2 separate regions of the Sus scrofa genome follow, and region 1 is linked to region 2. A link is a contact called in public HiChIP or PLAC-seq data. All regions are on one chromosome and are shown on one strand. The core of a region is the stretch at or near the end of the contact, and the rest is flanking DNA. Distances in the headings are between cores, read along the strand shown.

Region 1 (6,909 bases), core at 386-2,885, 300 kb before region 2:
AGTTCTTCTACATATTTGAGAGGGCTGTCAGGTCTGGTGGAGGGAGAACACCCCCAAATATGCTTCCATAAAGACATGTATTCAGGCAGCTTCACCTTGCTCTTCTTCCGTCCCCATCTGGGCCGCTCCGGGGCTCCCTGTGCCTGCCCTGCGCACATAGAATGTTGCCAGGTCAGCCGTATACACTGTCCCTTAGTCACAAAGAGTGTTATTTAGTCTACGAACTCTCTGAGGAAATATCCGCTTGCACGTGAAAAATCTCTGGAATTTCTCTGTTCCGCTCCATCCCATGTCCCTGTGTCTGTGAGACCGCCTTGAAAAGCTTCCGCACACAAGTGCTGCCTTGTTCAGGGGCGACTCCCGCAGGCCCAGCTCTGGCACACTTCGGTCCCCACCGGTGGTGTCCCTCTCAGCTGCTCCTGCCCCTCTGAGACTGGCTGTGCCCAGGGGGAAGAGGAGGAGGAGGAGAGAAGAGGGAGGAGGGAGAGAAGGAGGAAGGGGAGGAGGAAGAGGAGGAGGACTCTGAAGTTCAGAAGTAAGAGGTCTTACGCCACTGGAGATAGAGAGGAGCAAAATCCACAGCCTCGGAGTTCCCATCGTGGCGCAGTGGGAACAAATCCGACTAGGAACCATGAGGTTGCAGGTTCGATCCCTGGCCTTGCTCAGTAGGTTAAAGGATCTGGCGTTGTCGTGAACTGTGGTGTAGGTCGCAGACACAGCTGGGATCTGGTGTTGCTGTGGCTGTGGGGTAGGCCGGCAGCTGTAGCTCCAATTGGACTCCTAGCCTGGGAAACTCCATATGCCCCAGGTGTGGCTCTAAAAAGACACATACACACACACAAAAGACAAAACATGGTCTCATGTCCAGACACCCAGCTCACCCTCGGTCCCTGCCTTGGGCTGCTTGTGCCGCAGATCCCGCCATGTCCCCCTCCCCAGCCCTCGGATCCTTCTTCTCAATCCTCCTCCCTCCTCTCTGGAGTATTCCCTGCCCCCGACTGGCAACTGATGTTGACAGATCTGGTGTCACTTAGTCTAGGCGCGCTGGGACCCAGGGGACGCCCAAGGGCCTTCCCTGACAGGCTGCAAAGACACAAGCCCTCCTCTTTCTCCTCTTTCACCCGAGGGCAGGAGGGCAGGTACACCCCTCCCACACCTCCGGCCTGGCCCTCCCGTCTCTTCTCCCCCACCCCCCATCTCCAGGGCTGTCTTGTCTCCTGGGACTGATTCCAGCAGCCTAAGACAACTTCCTAGTGCCTTTTATGAACGCTGTTCTCTTCGTGCCTTGCTTTGAGTTGGGTTAAACCCAGCAGGTCGGGTTAAACCAGACAGCACGAAAAAGGGAAGGTGGAAAAAAATTCCAGGGGGAGGGAGGGTCCCCTCTGGAAACCAAGAAACAGTCAAGTCCCAGGTGTGGAAATTTTAAATAGAAACCCGCTTATGCTGCACTTGCTATGACAGCAGCTGGCACTTGGAGTCCCAGGTCTTTTCAGAAGACTAACATTTAACTTCCAGGCGGTTCTGGGATAGCATTGCCATCCTGCGAACTCATGACCGCACATGCTCAGTGGCCTGTCCTGTCTGTGAATCTCAGATTCCAGGTTCTGAGTTGTACGTTGCACGGCTCACATTCCAACAGACTCACAATGACTCCGTTTTTTAAGAGGCAGGCATACGTGGGCATTTCATGACATCAAACCCTGAAAAATGTGGAAACTTCGGTTGCAAAATACTTAGTAGGGGAAAATAATAAGCCTCTTGATTCGCAGTGTCTCTGCTCAGCTTTTGGTTTGTTTCTGCAACTGTGACGGGCACGGGGCGTAGCGGGTACAATCGAGTATTCATTGGCACACGGCTCTCTGATCGGGAAATATCTTCCCTTCAGACAGGAATAGAGAGGTGACTTTTGGGTCACACCCAGTTCTCACAAAAGGCTTTTCAAAAGGGATGAAAGCCAAGAAATTCTGATTTGTTGGGAGACACCAGGGAGCTTTCAAAAGATAAAAGTGCCGGGGTGGCGGGGGGGGGCGGGGGGGGGGAGATAAAGATGCCGTAAGCCTCCAGGGCTGCAAAATTCTCGGGGTGGGGAGTGGGCGAGCACTACCGGGTTACAGGGGCCCTGCTGCCCCCTACGCAGACTTTCCAGCCAGGCTGCTGGCTGCAGGCTCCATCCCTGTCCTGTGGCTGAGGCCACGGTTCCTCATTTCCCTGGAAAGCCTGTGTGATGGCCTCTGCCTGTGGCTGCCTGGCCCGCCCGCAGCTCTACCAGCCCCACGGCTTGCTCAACAACCAGGCAAGGTGACACCATGTCCTCGCATTTCCTCCTCAGGAGATCCTGACAAAGCAGGACCCGCTGGTGGCCCCCAGTACTTGTGTTTCTAAATCGCAGAAGCCTCTGCCTTTCCTCTGGATCAGTCCCCTTTCCTTGGCTGGGAAAGCAGAAGATACAGAATGAAGAGGAGGTGAGGGAGCGGGAGAGAGGCCGAGTATTCGTTCAGCTCCTCAAATCTCTGCGAGGAATCAGGAGACACACAGTCTCCTTCAGCTTACAGACACTATTTAGATTTTTATGTTTATTTATTTATTTATTTAGGCCTCATCTTCAGGATATAGAGTTCCCCAGGCCAGGGATTGAACCTGCGCCACAGCTGTGACCTGAGCTGCTGCAGAGACAACGCTGGAGGATCCTTAACCCACTGTACCACAGTGGGAATTCCTCTAGCTCTTTTCTTTTGCTTTTTATGGCCAAATCTGAGGCATATGGTAGTTCCCAGGCTAGGGGTCCAATTGGAGCTAGAGCTGCCGGCCTACATCACAACCACAGCAACACGAGATCCGAGCCTCGTCTGTAACCTACACCACAGCTCATGGCAATGCCAGATCTTTAACCCACTGAGCAAGGCCAGGGATCGAACCCGCAACCTCATGGTTCCCAGTCAGATTCATTTCCACTGCGCCATGATGGGAAATCCTCTCCCTTTAGCTCTTTAAGGTAGGGTCAATTCTTCAATCACTGGACAAACTCTTGCAAAAACCGGTGCCCAGATTAGTGCCTGGTATGCTCAGGACACTCCAGATATTTCAGGATGGATACGCCAAGCACCATTACAGGTACTGAGCTGTAGTGGCAGACAAAAGAGTCAAAAACCCCTGCCTGCGTGGAGCTGTGTTCCAGTTGGGGAGGCAGGTGGAGAAGAGACAGGGAGCAGGTGATGTTTTAGACAGGGTGAAAGCTCTGCGGACAATCACGTGCAGAAAGAGGACCTGCCTGGGAGGGTCCTGGGAGGAGGGCAGCTGGGAACATCTCGCTGGTGAGCAGGCACATGCATAAAGACCCAAAGGAACGGATGGAGGGAGCCACGTGGAGGGTCCCCGGAGAGGGTGTTCCGGGTGGAGGAAGCAGGTGGGTGTGTGTCCGGTGTGCGCAAGCATCAGCAGAGCCGAGGTGATGAGGCCAGAGAGGAGGAAAGGAATGGAACTTTGTTTACGGTCTCCTCCGCAAAAACTCCCAGAAGCACATGCATGGGGAAAGAAGAAGGTGACAACTCTATGACAATAAAACTGGTGACAGAATTGACAGTGAGTACCAGGTGTTTGGGTCACAGGAACAGGTGGACGGAGCATCTTGGGTCAGAGACAGGCTGTGCTCTTGAAGCATCATGTAAGGGAAGTGATCTGAATCTGACTTGAACGGGCTCTTTATTTTTATTTATTTATACATTTTTATGGCCGCACCCAAGGCATATGGAAGTTGATGGGGCCGGGGATTGAACCTGTGCCTCTGCAGCAACCTGAGCCACTGCCGTTTGAATCTTAATCCACTGCACCACAGTGGGAACTTCTTGAGCAGGCTCCTTAGGCCCTCAGGTGGGGAGAGATAATCTGAAATCTCTTGTGACTACTGGATCGACCCTTTGGATAAGAGAGAGCGAAGTCTTTATCCTCAGAAGAGTTCCGTTGAGGTTAAAGGAAGACAGAGCTCACCTCTTTACATCTGGGGCTGGGTCTCCTCCAGGCTGTTCTGCTGTGTCTCCATTAGCAGCCACTGGGCTCACTGTTCTGTTAGGAGATGAGAACGTGGGTCATGGCACATCATCTGCCTTGCGACTGTTAGGAGCGTGCATTCTCCTTCTCATTCAAGGATGCCTTTGCCTCCAGCTCCTAAACCATCTCCTAGTCAGGATCCCACTGCGCCCCCTCCCCGCCCCGATTCTGTTAAGTGAAACTGTTCCAGCAAAGGATGCCCAGGATCATTGCGAGAGCCAAACCGAATCGCTATCTCTAAGCTTCCTACGCCCTTATCTCGCTGAGATAAAGAAATTGCTGCCAGAGCTGAGAAAGGGAGCTGCTTCAGACTTGGACCATGTGCGATATCGCGGCTGAGGTCCCACTGCTACAGCTCAGGACTCAGGGGGACAGGCTGATGACACCGAAGACGAGTGCTGCTTCTGAAGTCGTTTGGAGCCGAGCCCTGGCCAGGCTGTGAAGCATCACCCTTCTTCGCTGCCCTCAGCCGTTTTCCCATCACTTCTGTGAACAGCGGGGATGTCACTCCATAAATGAGTATTTTGAGCCCTGGTGAGCTTTGGTTTTTGTTTTCACTCATGTGGGGAGTTGGCCCAGAGGACATAGTTAGTTACCTTCGGAGGTGGTTTCCAAGCCGTTCTGAGTCACTGTCACACCACACCAGGGGAGCGATCCTGGAATAAATAATTAAAAAAACAAAACCCAGAAAGCCTCCCCTGTTTCCTGGCAGGTCTGAAGCTCAGAAGGGGCGAGATGTTGCAATACCAAGGGGGGCAGGTTGGAGAGGGAACTGCCGGGCTGTGGGAAATTTGGATGTGATCTCCACACGCCCAGGCTGCAGCCCGGGCTCCGTCTGCTTCTCCAGGGAAATGTTAGCAGCCGAGCAGGGAGCAGAGCCAAGGCTCAGAAAATGCCAGAGAGTGGCTAAGGCCGGGGCAGTGGTGAGGAGGCGGTGCTGACACCCACGGGCAGCTTCGAGTGGGAAGTCTGTCTGCTGACCAGCATCTGTGAGCCCTGCGCTGAAACCCCAGCTGTGCGGGGAACTGACCTCATTCACGAAGTAAACACTGAATCAGATACCAGCAGGCCGAACCCGGGCTAAGTGGAAACAACACGGATATTTCCATAATTAGGAAGCCGCCAATTGGATCTGGCAGGAGAAACACTCAATACGTCCATCGGCACAAGTTCATTGCCTTGTCTTGCCAACTTCATCAGAAGCCAGTTTGCCTTGTTGCGGTTGACGTTATTTGTATGAAACTGCTTTCCTTACATTTCAGTTTTTACAGCCCGGATAATGTACTGGAAAGCAGCGTAGTCTAGCAACTGGAAGACAATATTGGGAATCCGCTGACTGGTGCCCAGTGCTGGCCGGGTCTGCAGCCTTTGCCCTGTGCCAGGGGTCGCCCGTGCCTTGAAACCCTGTTTCTGGAAGGTGGGAGCTGCCTCGGGATCAGGCTTGGTTGTCATCATCTTGGGTCCTGGTGTCTGTGTGTCCCACCTCATGGTCACGTTCACCGTCGGTTTATGCCGTCTGCTTAGGACTCAGAGCCGGTGCAAAGGTGATTCATGCCCAACTTCCACCTGGCTCCTCCTTCTTTTTCACGCAGCTTATTCAGGGGGTGTGGTTTGTTCCTCCATAGTCATTGAGACCATCGTTGGCAAGACAGTTTCATGATTCAGGGGAGAAATCATTTCCCATAGCTATTCTTTTTTTTTTTTTTTTTTTTTTTTTTGCCATGCCTGGAGCATGCAGAAGTTCCCAGACCAGGGATCGAACCTGCACCACAGCAGTGACAACGCCAGATCCTTAACCTGCTGAGCCACCAGGGAACTCCAGCTGTTCCTTTTTTGTCCTTACTTACTTATCTCTCCTGACTTGGGGAGCTGGGCTGCCTGAGTTCCAAGCTCAGCTCTACCCCTTCTGGGATGGGTGACCTTGGGTAGGTTGCTTAAACTCTGCTTCCATCTCATCATGTGTGAAAAATGCAGTGAAAATGGTACCTTCCCTTCAGGGGTGATGTGAGAATGAAAGGGTTAACTTGGGTAACACTCTTAGGACAGGAAGTGGCACATACTCAGGAGAGCTAAGTATTAGCCTTTCTTATCATTCTTATTGCTATTTTTTTCATTTTTATTTTAACAGATTTTTCTCAAAAATTTTTGTAAACATTTTTTTCCTTTCTCAGCTGCACCTGCAGCATATAGAAGTTCTGGGGCCAGGTTATCAAACCTGAGCTGCGTCTGTGACTTATGCCACAGCTGTGGCAATGCCGGATCCTTAACCTACTGCACTGGGCTGGGGATCAAACCCGTGCCACCACAGAGACAACACTGGTTCATGTACCCACTGCACCAGGGCAAGAATTCCTTTTTTTTTTTTTTTTTTTCATTTTTAAAACAAATTCTATTGAAGTATATATAGTTGATTTACAGTGTTGTGTTAATCATTCTTACTGTTATTACTGGTCTGAACGAGCAAGAACAGACAACAAGGATTGGTTATTTTTAACATAACTTAGTGGTAAATTTACAAGGTGAAAATCACGACGACATTGCAGACATGGCTGCAAGAAGCCAGGGGTGCAGTTAGGACTGACTCACTATGTCACTTAAATCAGTTACCTAATTTCTCTTTTCGTTTATTTGTTTCTCAGGGGTGTTTACTGTTCCTTAGAATAGACTTGTCTGATTTTTGATGTTGACGTAACTCAAAGAAAGGTGCCGTCACGTGTCATCATTTCATTTATAGACGATTTTGTTGGAGTTCCCTGGTGGCGCAGCAGGTTAAGGACCTGGCATTGTCATTGCAGGGACTTGGGTTGCTGCCGTGGCACAGATTCAATGCTTGACCCAGGAACTGCCACATGTTGTGGGCATGGA
Region 2 (6,553 bases), core at 1,143-3,642:
GGGTATAGCCCTAAAAAGCCAAAAAAAAAAAAAAAAGTTTTTATGAGAATCAACAAGAAGTGAACATCCTCTTAGGATAACAAGAAGTGAACATCCTCTTAGGATTCCAAGAAAGCTCCAGTCTGCCCTACAGAAAGCTCCTTGTCGGTAGGGCAGTCTCCTTACAGAAACTGCCCATGTGAGGGGCGTCAGGGGTTCCCCTAAAGAAGTTGCAGCAAACCACCGGCACCTAGCTGGTAAAGACCCTCACCTTAGCTTCTAGAGAGGAGCAGAAATTCAAGACGTTGCTTGCTGCAAAAAAGAAAATGCGGAATTCCCGTCGTGACACAGTGGTTAACGACTCCAACTAGGAACCATGAGGTTGTGGGTTTGATCCCAGGCCTTGCTCAGTGGGTTAAGGATCTGGCGTTGCCGTGAGCTGTGGTGTAGGTCGCAGACGCGGCTTGGATCCCGCGTTGCTCTGGCTCTGGCACAGGCTGGTGGCTACAGCTCCGATTCGACCCCTAGCCTGGGAACCTCCATATGCCGGGTGGAGCGGCTCAAGAAAAAGGCAAAAAGACCAAAAAAAAAAAGGAAAAAGAAAATGCTTCACGGTTGAGTTAGAGTAGGGGCCACAGGGGAGGAGGAGGTGGGGGCGGAGAATGATGTTGGAAGAAAACCCGCTCTGAACTGGGCCCCAGAGGCCTTGGCTCGAAGGAGCCCGCTGGGCGTGGCCTCAGCTGGGCGGGGCTGGGACGCATCTTTCCCCCGATTGGCTGCAGCCGGGAAGGAGGCGGGGCTCAAAGAAGACTATCTCTCCGCCCGTCCCGGCCTTGTCCAGGTCTCCCTGCATCTGTGTGATGCCTCGGGTGTACACACTGCCCCAGAGTTGCCCCGGGTATTTCCATTCCCCTCCCTCTGCTCCCCACCCTGCTTCCTTCTCCCCGGTGGCCCTTACAGACAGGTGCATGTGTGATATGTGACTGCGGATGGGGAAGGGGCTCATCCCGGTGCCAGAACTTTACCAAGGGCAGCATCTCAGATCAGTCCAGCTGGGTGAGTGGAGCGCAGAGCTGAAGGATGCGTGGGAATGATGTCCCATCCTTAAGGCCCCGGAAGGGCTCTTGCCTCGGATCCGAGCAGAACAAAAGTGCGTTCCCTTTTCACCGGGCTCAGCCTCAGGGTTCTCCCTCCTCTGTATGTAGTTAAAATTTCTCCACCCTCATCCCTGTCACAGATGTGTGACCTCAGCCTGAGCAGGTCCTGCCATCTCTTGTTACGGTGCGTTCTCCGCCCTGAGTCCCGCTCTTCTCAGGCGCTTTTGAACCTTGGCCTTTTCCTCAGGCTAAGCACATTCTGCCTCTTTGTGCCTCTGAGTTGTGTCTGGTTGTTTATTTTGCTTTGGTTTTTTAAGGCCGCACCTGCGGTATATCAAAGTTCCCAGGCTAGGGGTGGAATCAGAGCTGCATCTGCCGGCCTACACCACAGCCACAGCAACACCGGATTCTTAACTCACTGAGCAAGGCCAGGGATCTAACCCGCATCCTCATGTATACTAGTTTGGTTCGTTACTGCTGAATCACACCGGGAACTCCCTGTTTTTGTTTTTTAATAAAGATTATCATGTGGCCTGGGCTGAGGATGCAGACAGAGCTCTCCATGTGTCCACGAAAAGAAAAACAATTTTTGCAGACATGCCATGGTGGCATAATGTCATCGAGGGAGGGTTTTTTGCCCGTACGAAATTGACCCACCATCTGGATCAAGACCAAAGTCTTGCTGTTTTAAATTAAATAAAATAATTATTGTTCTTTTGTGAGTTTGATAAACTGCCCATGATGTATGTGGCTGGAGGGAAAGAGCGGTGGACAGGGCGATCCAGACAGGCCTGTGCAGATCCAGAGTCAGGTCCTGGACACAACCTCTGGCTCCTTCTCTGTGGGCAAATGCAGTCAAGGGGCAGCCACCCGACTGGCATAGCCAGCTTCTCCTGAGTCTGCCTCATAGAATCACGGGTGTTGGGGAGGGGGGAATGCTGGGGTGGTGTTTAGAATACATATTCCCAGGTCCCCAGCCCTCATGAGGGTCCCCAAATCCAGGAACCCACAGCTTGGGGCAAAATTCTCATGAGACACACCAGCACTGAGCCACCAACCATGTCTCACTCCCTGCACGATCTGATCACAGCACCTGGTGCCCATGGCAGAGGCAGCTAAGGCTCCCTGGTGGCCAAGGGCTGCTCTTGTCAGAAGGAAACGGCGTCCCCACATCAGCCAGTAGAGCTGCTGGCTGTGCAGACCTTCAGAGCCTCGCCTTCAAGTCCTTTTATTTTTTTTAACTGGCAACATCTTGGGACCTTTGCTCCCCAAAGGGCTGTTTGTTTCTTTGTTCCACTTTCTGGATTGCGTAAAGTTAAAAATATATCCACTGGAGTTCCTGTTGGGGCTCAGCAGGTTGAAGACCTGATGCTGTCTCTGTGAATCCTCATAGGTTGCAGATATGGCTGGGATCCAGTATTGCTGTGGCTGCAGTGTTGGCTGGCAGCTGCATTTGCAATTCAACCCCTAGCCCGGGAACTTCCTATGCTGCAGGTATAGCCCTACAAAGAAAAGAAAACTATATGAACTATCAAGAGAATGAGAAGACAAGCCAAAGACTGGAAGAAAATATTTGCAAAAGACACATCTGTGTATCTATATGAAACAGTGGATGTTAGTCTTTTTTTTTTTTTTTTTTTTGGCTGTGGCATGAATTGGTTTGATATATCAAGTCCTGACCACTAGAGCACCAGGGAACTCCCAGGATGTAATCATTTCACAATATCTGTGAATCATCATATGCTGTCCTCTTTAATCTTACACAGCGATATGTGTCAATTATTTCTCAGTGAAACTGGGGTGAGGGGCGGTCTTTATCTGATAAAGGGCTCTTTTTTTTTTTTTTTTTTTGGCCTTTTTTTTAAGGACTGCACCCCCAGCATATGGAAGTTCCAAGTCCAGGGGTTGAATCAGAGTGGCAGTTGCCACGCTATACCACAGCCACAGCAATGCAGGATCCAGGCGTCATCTGCGACCTACACCACAGCTCATGGCAACGCCAGATCCTTAACCCACTGAGTGAGCCCGGGGATCAAACCCGAATCCTCATGGATACTAATCGGATTCGTTTCCGCTGTGCCACAATGGGAACTCCCTGAAGTAGGACGATTACTAGAGTTCCCCTTGTGGCACAGTGAAAATGAATCCAACTGGGAACCATAAGGTTGCAGGTTCAATCCCTGGCCTCGTTCAGTGGGTTAAGAATCCGGCGTTGCCATGAGCTGTGGTGTAGATCACAGACTCGGCTTGATCTCGTGTTGCTGTGGCTGTGGTGTAGGCCGGCAGCTGTAGCTCCGATTCGACTCCCAGCCTGGGAACCTCCATATGCTGAGGGTGAGGCCCTAAAAAGACAAAAAGACAAAAAAAAAAAAAAAAAAAAGACGTCCCTCAGTAGGAGAATGGACAAATAAAGTGTGGTCCATCCAGATGGTCAGCACTAAAAAGAAACGAGCTATTGAGCCGTGAAAAGAAAGGCAGGAAACCTAAACGCCTTCCTCAGTGAAAGAAGCCGATCTGAAAAGACTTCATGCTATGTGATTTCAACTCTATGGAAAAGGCAAAACTAGGGAGACACTAAAAAGGTCAGGGGTTGCGGGGAGGGAGGCAGAGCACAGGGGATTTTTAGGCGGTGAAACTGTTCCGTGTGACACTGCGGTGCTGGATGCTTATCAATACATTTGTCCACGTGCACAGAATGTCCAACACCCAGCGTGAACCTGATGTAAACGATGGACTTTGGTGATCGTGATGTGTCCGTGCAAGTTTATCCCTGCTGACAAGTGTGCCATCTGATGGGAGGTGTGGATAATGGAGGGGGTACATGTGGGAGCAGGAGGTACATGGGAAATCCCTGTATCTCCCCCAGATTTTGCTGTAAACCTTAAACTGCTCTTTAGAAAAATTGTCTTTTTAAAAAATTTCTGGGCTGAAGTTTTTTTTTTTATTTTGTCAAAGTATACTTCATTTACAATGTTGTGATAATTTCTGCTATACAACAAAGGAATTCAGTTATACATATACACACATCCATTCATTTTCAGATTCTTTTCTCATAGAGACCATAAGAAAGTCTTAATGTAATTATTTAATTTAAAAATACTTTGGTGTTCCCATTGTGGCTCAGGGGAAATCAACCTGACTGGTATCCATGAGGATGCGGGTTCGATCCCTGGCCTCGCTCAGTGGGTTAAGGATCCAGCATTGCTTCGAGCTGCTGTGTAGGTCGAAGACCCAGCTTGGATTTGCATTACTGTGGCTGCGGTATAGGTTGGCAGCTGCAGCACCAATTTGACCCCTAGCCCGGGAACTTCCAGATGCCGCACCTGTGGCCCTAAAAAAAAAAAAAATTGATGGAGTTCCTGCTGTGGTGCCATGGGTTAAGGACCTGGGGTTGCCGCAGCTGCAGCTCTCCTTGGCGTGGGAACTTCCATGAGCTGCAAGTGCAGCTGAAAAAGAAAAAAAAAAATAATTAAGTAAGTAAAATACATTGACGAGCCCCTAGGAGTGACTTGCATCTTTTATATTAATTTTGTTATTAGGATGTGATATGCACAAACTTAAACAGCACAAAATCAGCCGTGCCCGGTCTCACTTCTTCAGGTGACCACTTTGGCGGTATTTTGGCTACTCTCTCTGACCCAGATGCGATGTGTGCATCTGTGAGAAAACAACTGGGAGTTCCCGTCGTGGCGCAGTGGTTAATAAATCCAACTAGGAACCATGAGGTTGCCAGTTCAGTCCCTGCCCTTGCTCAGTGGGTTAGCGATCCGGCGTTGCCGTGAGCTGTGGTGTAGGTTGCAGACACGGCTCGGATCCCGAGTTGCTGTGGCTCTGGCGTAGGCCAGTGGCTACAGCTCCGATTGGACCCCTAGCCTGGGAACGTCCATATGCCGCGGGAGCGGCCCAAAGAAATAGCAAAAAGACAAAAAAAAAAAGAAAACAACTAAAGCCTTGCCCGGCTGGTGCTGAGAGGCCTTCCCGGCAGCCTCCGTCCCCCACAGGGTCCTTTGTGCCTCTCCCTGGTCTATCCCCTCGCCCCTCCGTGACCTTTCCTCACCTCTTCCCTGACCTTCCCAGCAGCCTCTCCGTTCTGCTTGGGGAGGCCCCGTGCACCACCCAGGCTGCAGGTGACCAGCCTGAAGAATTCTGGAAGCTGCAGGGAATAATCCAAGCCCTCAGACCCCCACTGACCTGAGCCTGCCCTCTCCTCGGGAGACCCCCTCCACCCTCTTCTCCCCGGCAAGAAGCACGCCCTTCTGTGCTGGTGATATGTGTGCTGTTTCCCAAACCCAATAGCTGTAGGGCCAGCTGGGCATCCTCCAGTTCAGTTCTGACTCTCTCTACCTGGAGATGGCATCCGACCCCACAGGTGAAGGGTGAAGGGCTCAGTCTTACAAAAGACCGCCCCCTCTTCAGATACCCATGGAAAGTCCAGGTTGTCCGGTGGTCCCACGCTTCTGAGCAACACTCTGCAGAGTGGAGGTCCCCACCACTCCCTCTTTGGGTTCAATGAATTCACTCGATTGGCTCATAAAACTCAGGGAAACAGTTATGATCACTGGTGGTTACAAAGGATGCAATTCACGAAGAGCCTGATGGCAGAGGCACACAGGTATGGGGACAGGACTCAGAGCTTCCAGGCCCTCCAAGTCCTACTCCCCCCAAACCTCTGCATTGTCCTGTTCTTTTTTTTCAGGGCCACACCTGTGGCATATGAAAGTTCCCAGGCTAGAGGCTGAATTGGAGCTGCAGCCGCCGGCCTGCACCACGGCCACAGTAATGCCAGATCTGAGCTTCGTTTGTGATCTGCACCACAGCTCACAGCAATGCCAGGTCCTTAACCGACTGAGAGAGGCCAGGGATTGAACCCGCATCCTCATGGATTATAGTTGGAGTCTTAATCCGCTGAGCCACAATGGGAACTACTGTCCTGTCCTTTTTAAGACATCTTTATTGTATGACTGGTGGAACCATGGCCACTGGTGACTGATTCAACCTCCAGCTCCTCTCTCCACCCAGGAGGTTGGTGGGATGGGACTAGTAGTTCCAACCCCTTAATCACAGGGTTGGTCCCCTGGCAACTAGCCCCAGCCTTTGCTCACCAAGGGTTTTTCCAAAAGTCACCTCATTGACGTAACAAAGACATTCTCAAAGCTAAGGAAATTCTAAGTATTTTAGGATCTGTGTGCTGAGAATGGATGAAAACCAAACATATGTTTCTTGTTATAAATCGCAAATCAGGAGTTCCTGTCGTGGCACAGTGGTTAACGAATCCGACTAGGAACCATGAGGTTGCGGGTTTGATCCCTGGCCTTGCTCAGTGGGTTAATGATCCGGCGTTGCCGTGAGCTGTGGTGTAGGTTGCAGATGCGGCTCGGATCCTGCATTGCTGTGGCTCTGGCGTAGGCCGGTGGCTACAGCTCCGATTTGACCCCTAGCCTGGGACCTCCATATGCCACGGGAGCGGCCCAAAGAAA

Evidence for each region. HiChIP or PLAC-seq counts read pairs in DNA pulled down with a chosen protein or histone mark.
Region 1: a contact with region 2 is called in an H3K27ac HiChIP or PLAC-seq map of alveolar macrophages. The contact joins two enhancer-like sites. A contact is called at or near these places in 1 of 47 Hi-C or Micro-C datasets (embryonic fibroblasts) and 1 of 2 datasets of contacts at active chromatin or transcription factors (alveolar macrophages).

The regions. Positions count from the first base shown.
Region 1 is chr6:69,845,622-69,852,530 of Sscrofa11.1, reverse strand. No RefSeq gene overlaps it. Among named protein-coding and RNA genes, the nearest start is that of SLC25A33, 86 kb to the left of the region's middle. Within about 2 kb of position 1,635, at least 18 of the 83 cell types and tissues checked have an H3K27ac peak or open chromatin away from gene starts, as enhancers often do. A contact at or near this core is called in alveolar macrophages, where this site is marked.
Region 2 is chr6:69,551,695-69,558,247 of Sscrofa11.1, reverse strand. No RefSeq gene overlaps it. Among named protein-coding and RNA genes, the nearest start is that of SLC2A5, 19 kb to the right of the region's middle. Within about 2 kb of position 2,392, at least 3 of the 83 cell types and tissues checked have an H3K27ac peak or open chromatin away from gene starts, as enhancers often do. A contact at or near this core is called in alveolar macrophages, where this site is marked.